Linked DNA regions of Rattus norvegicus: region 2 is linked to region 1. A link is a contact called in public Hi-C data. All regions are on one chromosome and are shown on one strand. The core of a region is the stretch at or near the end of the contact, and the rest is flanking DNA. Distances in the headings are between cores, read along the strand shown.

Region 1 (6,766 bases), core at 3,916-6,415:
AACTAACTTGCAAGCACTACTCCTGCAAGGTAAGTTTGAGTTACCAGTTGTAAGGAAAGTCATTTAATGTCCTTAATTTTAGAAATTAAGTGATAAAGAAGCTTATCCTAAGCCCATGGGAATGAGAAAACTCCGAACTGACTACTAAGCGCACACACACACACACACACACACACACACACACACACACACACACACACACCAGCTAATTTTAATATGCCTTGAGTAGCTCAATGGCTGGGCACTTCTAAACCTCCCTGCATCGAGCACACACAGCCCTCTGGTATTCCTGGCTTGACACCTTCTAAATCTATGTTTTACCTTTGCTGCCCTGTTACCTTCTAGGCACCCCTCTCCCACCAAATAGGGTCACTTTCCCTTTCTACCTCCATTGTTGGATGGTTTTTCTTCTGCAGCTCTTAAATCTGATCCTTACCCTCTGAGACATGGTGATTCTCTTCTTCCCCTCTCTCTGGTCCCTTGCCCACACAATCTAAAAGTCCTGCCTCCATCTCCCTGCCCAGTCATGGGCTGTACAGCAATTCTTCATTACCAATTGCAGCCAGCTGGGAGCTGAATTAAGACAAAGCATTAGAATCAATTCCCAGCAGTCCAGTTCCAGGTCCCCAAAACCAGCGGCCTCAAACCATATAATCTGCCCAGAAACATGCAGGTGAAATGGCTCATGATCAAAGACAGCCAGATGGGCACAGGGCAAGAAAGACCTCTCACAGTGATTCCAGTTACAAATACGTTTGTAAAATGCCTGGCAACACTGTCAGGTAAGTAGTCAGAGGCCAAACTCCCTAAAGAACCTCAAGTGGGAAAAAGGAAAGCGAGCGGCCTTCAGGGCTCCAGGTACTGAACGCATCTGCTGCTCATCACAAACCATGCTCACCACGGACACAAGTTTTTAAAGACTGAAACACTTGAAAGAGAATAGATGGGGGTGAGATGGGAGGTCTGCATTAACAACATTAAGAAAATAACCTCCTAAGGAAGAAAATTAGCAGGAAGAAGATGGCTTAAGACAAGAGAGAAGCGGGGTTGTTCCTACACACATATATCTAAACATCACATATTTGGAACAACCTTAAAGTAATTAGTACAGAGTCTAAGAAATAATTTCATTATATTCCTCCAGTTTAAAAACATTATTTATAAATTATTCAACTGGATAATTGCTTCATATCCTTTATGCAAATAAAAGGGAATGAAATGAGTTCAACAGAGTTGCAATTAATTTTCCACATACATGGCCCGTGATGCTTGTAGTGCTGAGATGAACCCAGGCTGCCAAACGTCCAGCAGCTTTCTACATCAAGATGGTTCGTCAGCCCTGACCATGTGACTGCCAACACCACAAGTTCTACATTCATACATAGTGTGTAAATGTATCTATTTTAAAGCTTACAGCTGATCAAATGCATTTAAACAGTCTACAGACGAGAGTAGAAGAACCATATACTTCAAAGATTAGAGAATTAAAATAGGTAATCCAAAGGCAGAAAGAGACAAATAATCCCAAGCCATAGAAACACCATTATCTCTTACTCAGAACTTCAACACACACACACACACACACACACGCACACGCACACGCACACACGCACACACACGCGCACACACTTTGGTTTAGTAGTTTTGTTTTGTTTTGTTTTGTTTTGTCTGTTAGTTTGTGTATTTTTCTTTAGGGTTTCTTTTGAAAAAAACGCCGACTTCTCACTTGGGCCCCAAGAGGGCTTTAAAAAGGCAATGAAGCCTGGCATCTCCGTCTTGTCTGTGTGTCTCCTTAACTTGGATCACACTCCTGCCTCACTCTGCACAGGAGTGCCACCAACCTGTCTCAGCCTCTCAAGGCTGAAGGGACAGACACAAGACCTGGTGTCTTAGGGTTTTACTGCTGTAAACAGTCACCATGACCAAGACAACTCTTATAAGGACAACATTTAACTGAGGCTGGCTTACAGGTTCAGAGGTTCAGTTCAGTATCGAGGTGGGAACATGGCAGCATCCGGGCAGGCATGGTGCAGGAGCTGAGAGTTCTACATCTTCATCTGAAGGCTGCTAGTGGAAGACTTGCTTCCAGGCAGCTAGGTAGGGTGAGGATATTTAATCCCCACAGCAACACACCTACTCCAACAAGGCCATACCTCTTAATAGTACCACTCCCTGGCTAAGCATATATAAACCATCAGACCTGGATTCCAAGAATACCATATCCTCACAGGACAGACATCCAACATGGAGGCAAATGCCTGTAAGGACGAGGGAAGGGAAGCAAGCACCTTGTAAGAAGCAGACCGACCTCCACACGATGATAGACAGTTGTAAGGAATCCTTTGGGCCATCTCGCAGAGTCAGAACTAATAATCAGCCAGCCACAACTGCTTGATTATGCAAGTGTGCCCCAAACTCCTTTTGTAAAGCTCATGTTGGTACTCAAAGACTGGACTAGGGCACCAGACCCTTCCTCTGTCCTTCCTAACACGCTAACTCTCCATCCTCCCCTTCAGCACTGTGCACCCCTTCAGCAGTGTATGAGGAGGGTGGCAGAACTGAGGGAGCTGGGCCTTTTCTCTGAAACTCCAGTTGCTGGAGAGCGGCTCCAGAAACTGTCAGCATCTCTGGGTTGCTGTTGTTTGTTTGTTGCATTTCGAAAAACAAAACATAAAGGGTTAAGATGCCATAAAATGAGTGTCAACTCCCCTCAGTCCTGGCTGCTGTGACTACTGCTGAAGATTCTGGACAGTGTCCCTAGAGTAGCCACCAAACCGGCACAGGCTGGCGCAAATGCCATGGCTCAGGTTAGCAGACTCCACGCAGGCCCTTTTCTCTCTCTGAAGAAGGTAAAGCCCTATATTCCTCGTCTGACTTCTCTATCCATGACACTCTAGAGTGTGAGCCCTAGAGCTAAGCAGCACGAGTCCTCCCGGCGAGCTCCAGTTTACCTAACTATCTTCCAGTTAGATTCTAATAACTGGCTAGAGACTCAACACCCAAGTGTTGTTTCTGTTAATATACCAATAACCACCCTCCTTCCCCCATACTTAAACTAGAATCTCTAAAAGGGGAAAAGCATGTACTGCACATTTAAAAGAAAAATTCACCTAAATGATTTTCACAAGCAAGTCAAGCTTGGGAAACCACTGGTCTCTCCAAGATGCTGATGGAATTCTAAAGATTAAAAATTAAAATTTACTTAAGGTCAACCTAATATGAAGCCAGAAGAGGGCAGCAGGTAGCTTTTCTGAAAAGCTAAATATGCAAATATATAAATAACTATAAGGTACTAAGTAGACAGTCTTCTCCAGGAAAGGCCCACGGAGGCTTAGATATTCTCAGAGAAGCCCCTGCCTCCGGTGAGAAGTAATGAACCAAGCAGGGCTGGGCAGCAAGCGACTCAGCCGGGAAATGTCAGGAAGTGTCTGGCACCAGGCCTGCTCAGTGGATGAGAGGCCACAATCAGAGCTACTATCTGTCAGGAGGTGACTACGCAAAACGACAAAAGCTGGAACAAGCTGAAGCTCAACCCTCACTGGCAAGCCCAGCTGCAGCAGGAGAGCTGAGGGTCTGCAGTTTGAAATCTCAAAGTGAAATAATGCTGGGGAAGGTAGATGGCTTCACACCAAAACAACATAAAGAAGCAATGTTTGATGTCAAGTGATACACCGTAATGGAAACAAACCTCAATGTTCTAGAGGATGCTGGGCTGTGTGGGAGCGACTGCCATAATACAGGCACTTACTTACCTATAGTGATCTGCACCACAGCATGGGAACGGGGAGAGGGAACAAAAGCTCCTCTCCCTGCTCGGACCATTAGAAATCTAGTGTCTGTTCCCACACTGTGAGTGTTACTCCTACTTGTAAATCTGTTTACTACTCTTCTATTCTTCCTGACTTCCTTAGTCATTCACCTTATTGCATTGAAATGAGGCTGAGATTAAGAGATCAATTAACATATGGGCTGAAGAGATGGTGCAGGGGTTAAGAGAATTTGCTGCTTTTACAGATCCAAGACAGGTTCCCAGAATCCCTCATCAGGCACCTTACAAATGTCACCTTACAAATGTCAACTGTCTGTAACTCCAGCTCCATGAGATCCAACCACCAATCTCCAAGGGTGTCTGCACTCATGTGCACATAGCTACATACATACATACATACATACATACATACATACATACATACGTACGTACATACATACATATACATACACTAATTAAAAATGAAAAAATACATCTTTAAAACATGACGCAGAGTTTTCTAATCTTTGCTATTAGAGCATTTAGAACTTTGCAAGTGCGAGACATTTCCCTACAAAGATGCAGTGATGAAGAGTCAATCAGCACAAGAATAGCTGTGCAAATCCATCCTGACTTCCGCCCACAGCTATCACAGCTGATGCACACAAAGCACTGTCATCCGGTGTATAATTCAGACGGCATTTCCACATCCTCCACTGTTACCGCTCCTCACGTCCAACAAAACCAAACTGCACTGTGCAGTGGAGCTGTGCATCCTCCTAGCTATAGACTTGTGCATCCGCTTACACTCGTTCATTTTAAGTGTGTGTGTGTGTGTGTGTGTGCGTGTGTGCATGCGTGTGTGTGTGTGTACGTGTGTAGAACACTTAAGAAGATATTCTAAAACACATTTATAGCCTGAAAGTCTGTCGAGCACATATTTTTCTACTCCTTCCTCTCAAACTTTGGGAGACAGGCTTTTACAAGTTGGCCTCATAGTTTCCGTCCTTGCATCTCAGTCTTCCCGGAGCTCGATAACAACCATGTGCCATAACACCAGGCTAGGCTTTTTGGTAAAAAGAAAGAAAGAGGGTGGGATGAAAAGAAGCTTAAAAAAAAAAGGAGGAAAGAGAAAAGGGGGAGGAGGAGGAAGAAGAGGAGGAGGAAGTGGAGGAGGAGGAAACCATTTTCCACTGCACCACGCTTTCCAGAGCTGAGCACTAGAAGAGACACAGCGTCAGAAGTCAGTGTCAGTCAGCAGTCATCTAAGATCTCGGATATCTAGCTGCCCACCACACCCTTGTCAGCCCAACTGCTAACCAATCATCCATATCACTGACAGACTGAGTACACTGCCACTGCTGCCTGTGTGCTCTGCTGGGTACTGACCCTGGGCGAGCATGATCCTGCACTCACTGTGACTCCAGTGCACCACCGCTCTACAGCATCCCCGTGGGAATCTCAAATGATTTCAGTGTCTGATCTTACATTCTAGACATTCCAGGACAAAAGGGATAGAACTGGATAGAACCCCAATACACTGCCATATTCCTTAATTACAAGGATTTCTGTAGGTAACTAGGAAAAAAAAGTTACCTAAAGTCTCAAGTGAGAAAAATCCTCTCCAAAAACAAACTATTTTATGATAAAATGCCAGAGTATAATGATTATGATTTAATACAAAACAAACAAACAATAATTCTTTCTCACCAAATGTGGTTGCTCTCCAACCACTGACTTACTGTTCTAAATGTCACAATGCTGCATCCAGTAAAAAGCACACTTCAAGATCTGTACTACATGCTGCAGATGACTCACAATTCCTACAGGCTGACTCACGGGGCAAACAACTGACACTAGGGCTTGCGCTCAGGGAGCTGAGCGGGCTGGTACTGGGAAGGGCTTCTCCTTACAGATGGGTTTTCCAGGGTAGGGCTGCATCAAAAGACAAGCAGCAGTCACAGCTTTCTCTATGGAGAACCAGATCAAAGCAGCAAGCAGCAGAGGATAATGTGAGGGAATATGTGCCTCTTTCAGCTTTTTTCTGTGTGGGTTCCCACTGTTCAAGCCAGGCTTGCTTGCTTTCCTTCTTTCTGTCTGGCTGGCTGGCTGGCTTTTCTTTTTCTCTTCTTTCTTCCTTTTTTAAAAAATTCCTCTTAGGGTTTTTTCTCATACATTATATCCCTACTGCAGTTCCTCTCTCCCCTGCCACCTCCTCTGTCCCCCAGATCCACTCCTCCTTCCCTTCCCCTCAGAAAAGGACAGGCCTCCCAGAGATGACAACCAAACACGGTATGTAAGAGTTAGGAACATGCCTTCATATTGAGACTGACGAGGCAACCCAGGAGGAGAGAAAGGGTCCCCACAGCAGGCAAAAGAGTCAGAGACGCCCTCGCTGCCACTTAGGTGTCTCACAGCACAACCATAACACATACACAGAGGACATAAGTCAGACCCATACAGGCTCCCTGATAGTTCAGTTTCTGTGATCCCCCATGATCCCTGGTTAGTTGATTCTGTGGGCCATTTTCTTTCTTTTATTAATCATTCCATTCGTTGACATCTCAAATGATATTCCATTTCTCAGTTACCGTGTCCACTATTCCCCCATCCCCCATCCCCTTTGCCCGTATGAGAGTGTTCCCGCACCCACCACACCCTCCTGCCCTAGCACTCCAGCATCCCTCTGCCCTGGAGCATCAAACCTCGCCCAGGGACCAAGGGCCTCCCTTCCCATTGCTGTCAGGCAAGGCCATCCTCTGCTACGATGAACCTGGAGCCGTGGATCCCTCCAGATACACTCCTTGTTCAGTCTAGATTCTGGGAGAACTGGGTAGTCAGGCCAGCCTATGTTGTTTTCATTGATTAAATAAATGCTTCGTATTTCCTCTTCTTGCTATACCACTGTCCTATTCGAGTTCTTCTATTTGCCTAACTAATGAAACGTCCCAATATACAACCCAACTGTAATCACAAATTCTTGTTCCTTCTCCACAAAAAGTTTATCTTAAAGAATGT
Region 2 (7,241 bases), core at 2,361-4,860, 82 kb after region 1:
AATCCATGTGGTTTGTCTTTCTTGATCATTAGGAGCCTGTGTGCTTGATAAAGTCCCTGCACTGATGAACAGCATTCCGTGGCAGTCCCAGGTCTCAGGATGCTAGAGGAGTGATTGGGCAGAGATTAGCAAGACCTAGATCTTTGCTGCCGTGTGTCATCAGTAGGCCAGTTCATTTTGGTTCAAGAACTGCTGGCACTTAGGTTGGTGAGGTGTCTCCGATGGTAAAAGGTGCTTACACCAAACCTCCCAGCCTGCGTTGCATCCCTGGGACTTGTAGAAGGTCTCCTATTAAGATGCCGTCTGACCTCGTATCCCATGGTAGTTATAGTCCCCACCTCCTAAAATAAATAGATGAAACGTGATGTAGAGCCAGACCTACTGATTCTCATTTAGCAGGGACACTGACCTGGGTTTAATAAAAGTGAGGTCACAAGTTGTTAGTGCACCAAGCAGAAGCAAAAGGGCTGAAAACCAAAGCCCGTGTTCACCCTTTCCTGACACACTGCCATGCTCTCCGGCCTCCACTTCTCCTCCATTTCCATCCCACGGACCACAAATGAGTGTGCTGTGCATCCCACATCAAGTCGTGCCATAGGAAGCTACACCATCTTCCTCCAGCTCACCCCCAGCCCCTCCATCCAACTAACTTCTCTCAATGGACGCCAACGCAGTCTTCCTCCTTATTTGGTGCTGCCTGTGAGAGCGCAGGTGTCAAGGGCTGAACTCTGTTCTCGCTCCTGCTGTGTGTCTGGGGCTCAGTACGGTGTCTAGCACAAAGGGGCTTTATAAACACTTCTAACGCAGTGAGCTGCTCATCCCCAGGACCCGATGGATCATTGATCCAGTGATCCTTCCCACTTGAAGTTTCCCTACTCTGCCCCCTTCAGGGCCCTGCTTGATGTCTCTCGCCCGCATCAGCACTCGTAACTTAGCACCCGGCTACATCCCACATTGTTGGCGTTCTTTCCGTCTTCAGGTAACGACGCTGGTGGCTGTCCTCTGCCCCTCCTAGGGCATCTGCTTGCTCTGTAAACATGGAGCTCACTCCTTAGAAGCAGGTACTTAAATCTAACATCTGCAACTTGCCATCAAGAGCTCTACTGAGCTCTGAAGATGAGGGCTGCGGTGTTCAGCTTTCAAATAAATCAGCTTAATTCCAGGAAAGTCTGAGTAGCTGCAGGAAATTAGAGAGCTAGAACACGCTGCCTTGATCCAAAGAACACGAAATCTTCCATACAGCAACGTCATTTCTTAAGAAGGGTGATAAATCCCACTGACGGGAACATCGGGGCTCTGTCTCTTCCACAGATCCCATCCTTCCCCTGTCAGAACACCTCCACCCCCCAGTTCCCTTTTCCGATCACTGAAGAACCTCTCCAGTGATGCTTCTGGGACCCTTTTTGTGTGCAGTGATTTACTGTCGCCCCTTGTTGGGCTGCCTGCTCAAAACCCAAGACTTTGCAGATGCACCCCCACCCCCACCTCGCTCCTCTGGGGAGATTTAGTGGCAGTTACATTTCAACTTTCTTGGCAGCAGCCCGTGGCCTCCAACCAGAGCAACTGCAGAACGGACTTAGAACAAGAATGGCTGCCCTGGAAGTTTCCACTAGGTGAGAGGAATAATAAATGAGTTTCTTTACCATTAGGTAGTCTGTGACCTGCCAGATGAATTAAGGTCATATTTTATCAAATTGAAGCGTGCATCAGAGCCCTTTCCAATGTTATAATACAAATCTCAAACTGGCTTCATCCAGACAGGAAGTCAGTGGTAGCCCTAATGGAAGAGCCCAGTGCTGTCTGGCTTTACATACAGCCTCAGAAAAGAGAGAACATTAGCCCATTGCCTGATATTCTTTTTAAGATTAATTTTTATTTTTGAATATGTGTTGTCTCCCACATGTATGCAGGTACCCGCAGAGGCCAGAAGGGGGTGCAATATCCCTTAGACATGGGGCTATTAACTTCCTGATGTGGGTTCTGGGAACTGAACTTCAGCCCTGAGTCGTCTCTCTGGGCCCCATCACGTGCTCCTGTAAATAGTTTTAGTGGCACAAAGCCACATATCTTCTTTTACATAATGTAATGTCTAGGGCGGCTCTCGAGCCATAATGCATTGGATCCTTGCAGGAATGATCTGATCTATTTATGATCTGGCCTTTTCCAGTAAGAGCTTACCAGTCCCTGACTCCAGGGCTTGGGTGACATCATCAGGATTCTCAAGCCATCCATTGACTACAGTCTTTCTCCCGGATGACCTTGCTCTCAGCTTCTTTCTGTTCTGATATTCCTTCCTGCAAATAAGCCTCGGCTGAAAGATCATTTCTCTTCTGGTAACTCTTTGAAAAGCCCTTGAAGTTGCTTTCAACTGGCAACTTGGATGAGGTATTCATCCCTCAATTGATGACCGACAGGAAGAATTGCCGCACGTGGCTTGGTCTGAGTTACCCTTCCAGCTCTGGTGGGGTAGGGCCAGCCACTTCCAGGACAAATGGACAGAGAATGATGGAGTGTCCCTCCCAAAGGCAAAACAAAACAAAACAAAAACACCACCACCAACAAAACCCACTATCTCCAGTATGAAACCTCTTCCCCTACCCCGAGGCTGGATGCATTCTAATCTTGGACAGTGCCCAGGGTGGGTTAATGAGACTCGTGTGTGTGATCTCAGACCCCAAGGCAGTCCTAGTAATGACAATGACCTGCTATTGATGAGTTTTGATGGCAGACTACAGTAAGCACTTCATTAGATACAGTCTTGTTTGTTCTCCAGACAACTATGAACTGGGCGTTTTTAACTTCTACTTTACAAATTCGGTAAGGACAAGTGAGAGGTTTGGTAAAGGCCTGCTCTGAGGAAGCGTGGTATGAAACCATAAGCAACGGTATGGCTTGATTGTGGTCATTGTTCTTATTAATGTCAGCAGACGTCCTTTGAATCCCACCAACCTGAATCAAGTCCTGGATTTGTTCTCAACCCTAGGAGTCACAGCTAGATGGTAAGTTACAGGAAGAGAGGGGTCATATTTGTCCTTAATCCTGCTCTGGTCACTGTGTCCCTAGTTGGCACACAGTAAACACCTTAACAAACTGGTATTGAGGACAACTTTTCTAAGCCTGACGTTTTAAATGTGACATAGTAAAATACATGTGCATAACTCAGGAAGGGATTGCACAGCACAGAACATGCAGAACACAGCTTGTGCTAGGTGTAATGACACTGGCCCTTAGTGAGTGTCCAATTGCCTACTAAACTACACCCTGAAACGAACAGGTTGGTTCGTCTGATTCTCAAACCCCTGCCTCCACGTTACAAGTGAACCGTGAACCGAGTCTGTGTTCTTCTTTGTCACAAGTACTGAGGATGTGTCCCACCCTCTCGCCAGTGAGTCCAACTCTTTCTATTAACTTCCAGGACTCTGAGGCATTTCATTCAAGTTCTGCGAAGTGATGGCCTCTCCTTTTCTCTCCTGCATTATTGGGAGAAATAAAAGCAGCTTTCTTCAAAAACACAATGAAGACTTTTCTCTCAGCCCTCCTTCTCTTTTCCCCATTATTTCCAGAGAGCAAGGTTGGGCTGCAGGAGGCTCTGTTGCCTGGCAGGAGCCTGCAATTCACAGAGAGCCAACAGTGGGAGCCAGCCAGGCTCTGGCCTCGCCAGACCTCCCTCCCCGCTCCAGTAGGTCCTTCTTTCCCAGAATTGCCTGCTGCCATCTGCTGGCCGTATGATGTTAAGACGGTCACCACGGTGATGTCTCCCAAATGAGCCTCCTTCCAGCTTCCAGGCACCTTCCTGGGCCTCTGGTAGACAGTGCCAGCAGGCAGACCAACAGAAGATTTCAAGGTAAGGTTCTCAGACAGACGTGGCTGGAAAGAATCGACTCACAGCCCAAATGAGGGAAATGCAAACCATGAATCCTTCTCCCATCTGACAAACGCGCTTCCTTGCCCGGAGCCCCCTGCTTCTCATCCCCAACCCATCTCTCATCCACCAGCACCCTGCCATTCTTTCGGTCACACCAGCAGCTCCCATAAGCTGTATCACCACAACAATCGTACTAATTAATTTTCTTTTTCGCAAATAGTTTCCTATGGAAAAGTTATAAGAATAGTCACAAAGAATTCCCCTACATTCTTCTTCCAGCCAAGCCCACTGAAGATTTTCCAGTGGAGTCAGCAGCTTTTTGTAATCAGAGGATCCAAACCAGGGTCACACATTTTCCTGCTTCTCATGCATCTCAATGTCTTCCTCATTTGGAACATTCCTGACTTCTGCTTCTATTCCACTTAAGGATAGATGTTAGCATTGTAAGCAGTTCCAGCCAGTGTTATAGAATGCCTTCGGCCTGAGTCTGTCTGATGCTGTCTAGCCAGTGTGTGCATAACTGGCAAAAATGTAACAGACATGGGTCATTTCACAGCACTGACTCCGGGGACCCACACTGTGTTTCCTATGGTATGACTTTGGGTCACTTTTAGTATCCTCGTCTGTGTGGATGTCTTTGAATGACACTTGTCTGCCTGGCATACTAGGAGGTCAGAAGAGGTTGTCAATCCCCTGGAACTGGAACTACAGGTGGTTGTGAGCCACCATGTGGGTGCTGGGAATTGAACCCTGGGTCATCTGGAAGAACAGCCAGTGTTCTTCCTGACTACTGACCCATTTCCTGGCCCCATCAGCTTGCTTTTTATAATACGGTACCTGCCAGGAGAATGATGTCTCAAACAGTGGGTTCTGCAACATCAATTAACAGTTAAGATAGTGCCCTACAGACAAGCCCACGGGCCAGTCCAATCCAAGTGATTCTCCAGGGTCTCAGGTGTGAGTCCCTTCTCAGCTGGCTCTAGGGTATGTCCAAGTCAACTAGTTAAAGCTGACAGGTAAAGTTAACTAGGATGTTAGTCTTCCATAGCTCATGGCCCTGCTGGACCACTGACTCTTCTGCTTGGCCTCACCTGATGCTGTTTTCAGAAAGTTAGGAGAGGGAGTAAAAGGGAGAGAAGGAAAATAATACTGTATTTTGAGACTAGAAAAAGATGTTCATTCTTAACCACTATTGTCACAGATTATTCTGTGTTCTCCACAGAAGTATACACTTTGAGAAAGCCATGACTATGTCTCCCTTACTCATTCATGGTGGGTTGTAGCTCCAGGATCTAATGGGATGGCTGTTGCACTTCCTGTCTTCCCAACCAGAGCAGCAGGCATGCAGAGCCTGGCTTACATAGGTTCTCAGAGCTGAACTGAAATCCTCACCAATGAGCTATTGCCCCAGCCCAGCGTTTATTTATCATTGATAGCTGTGTGTGTGTGCTGGGGAGTTTGTTTATTTTATAATTTAGAGACTGGAAAGTAAGATCTGTGCTCCAACAGATTCTATGTCTGATGTTGGTTCTCTGCTCTGTAGACCGCACGTTCTAGGTGTCTCTTCATAAAACGGAAGGGTCAGGCAAGCATGCCCTTCCAGTTTCCTTATAAAGGTACTGACTCACTTCATGAGAGCAAAGATCTTTATTTTTTTTTATTATTTTATGTGTATGTGTGCCTGAGTATATGCATTAATACCACATGCTTACAGGAACTCTTGGAAGCCAGAAAAGGGCATAGGATCCCCTGGAACTGGGTTACAGGTGGTTGTGAGCCACCACAGGGGTACGCAGAACCAAACCAGGGTCCCCTGCAAAGAGCTCCTAACCACTGGGCCATCTGGCCCACCTCTTGGTGCCTCCATGCTGTGGATGAGATTTCAGTGTCAGCCTCTGGGGAACAAACACTCAGACTCTGGCTGTCACACAGGCAGGAAGACGAAGGACTTCACGATGAGAAAGAACTGGTGCTGGATCTGGCAGCCTGCTTCCAGGCCCTCCTCATCACTCCTGTGCTAACATTTTCTTTCTAATAGGTATAATTATTTGGCCCCAATTGCCAGCAGCAAACATCAACCCTAGTCTACCCGCCCCAGCCTCCTCCTAACATCAAGTCCTAATGCATGTGTGCTTTCCTCGCTCGAAAGGCATGCTTTTCAGGGCCTGATGGGAGGGAAGGAACAGCTGGACCCTTTCAGCACATCCATTAGGAAGTGATAGAGCGCTCGCTCGCTTGCTCGGAAGTGCAGCTGCCAGGATGAAAGCCTTTGCTCAGCACAAAGGGCTTCAAGCACAGAACCCAGCCTTTCCCCTCCCTCATGTCTACAGGGTCACAGTGGTTGGAAGCAAGAGTCAAGGTGACACTTTTTGTTCTGCCTACTGGAGTACAGGTACCTGGCTGGTCAAAACTTCATAAGCAGAAGTGGCCAAAGCCTCTCTGCTCCTCACTAGACCCTGCGAAGAGGCCCAGGGTGATTGCTACAGGGCCCAACCTTCCTAACCACAGACCTCCAGCTTCAGCCAGGGTTATCCCTGTAGACCCGGGTAGGGAAAGAGGTGTGAAATCTCAAAAGAGCTATTTCTGACTCCTAGATAAGGCAGTGAACTGACCTCCTCTGTTTTATCCATCCATCTGCAGCCAGACTTTCCAACCCCTTGGAATAATCTAGAACCATTTTAATGAAAATATCACCACCAAAGATTAAGATTCAAGTTTAGGTGGTCAGATGGCCCATTCAAAGGAGCCCTCGTGACCCCTCTGTGCAGCCAGAGCCCACCACCCCACCCTCTGTGCAGCCAGAGCCCACCACCCTACCCTCTGTGTGAAGCCAGAGTTCATTATCCCTACTCTCTATGCATTCAGAGCCCACTATCCCCTGTTCTCATCCAGGGTCACATCAGAAGCACCCATGGATCTTCTAAAATCTTACTGTCAGGGTACTCGCCAGAGAAGAGAAACATCATCACCGCCTGGAGAATTGACTACGAGCTTTTTAAAAACAAAAGAGAACAAAAAAAAAAAAAAAAACCAAAAACCTCTTCACCAAAAGCCCACTACAGTGGTGCTCTCTTGTAATTCCAGAGCTTGGAAGATTGCAGCAAAAAGATCAGGAATTTGAGAACTGATCTTAGCTCTATAATAAGACCTTGTGTCAACAACCAAAAAGAATGGATGGATGGATGGATGGATGGATGGATGGATGGATGGATGGATGGATGGTTGGGTAGATGGATAGACGGATGGGTGGGTGAGTGGATGGGTGGATGGGTGGGTGGATGGATGGGTGGATGGATGGGTGGGTGGACAGATGGATGGACGGATGGGTGGATGGGTGGGTGGGTGGGTGGATGGGTGGATGGATGGATGGATGGAT

What was found. A called contact is a pair of places that touch in the nucleus more often than the background predicts.
Region 2: a contact with region 1 is called in a Hi-C map of kidney, with 6 times the contacts expected there. The contact joins two enhancer-like sites. A contact is called at or near these places in 6 of 12 Hi-C or Micro-C datasets (frontal cortex, kidney, liver and 2 more).

The regions. Positions count from the first base shown.
Region 1 is chr2:236,264,241-236,271,006 of GRCr8, forward strand. The region is part of intron 1 of Hs2st1 (heparan sulfate 2-O-sulfotransferase 1); the gene reads right to left. Among named protein-coding and RNA genes, the nearest start is that of Hs2st1, 35 kb to the right of the region's middle. Within about 2 kb of position 5,166, at least 54 of the 93 cell types and tissues checked have an H3K27ac peak or open chromatin away from gene starts, as enhancers often do.
Region 2 is chr2:236,347,336-236,354,576 of GRCr8, forward strand. No RefSeq gene overlaps it. Among named protein-coding and RNA genes, the nearest start is that of Selenof, 49 kb to the left of the region's middle. Within about 2 kb of position 3,611, at least 14 of the 93 cell types and tissues checked have an H3K27ac peak or open chromatin away from gene starts, as enhancers often do.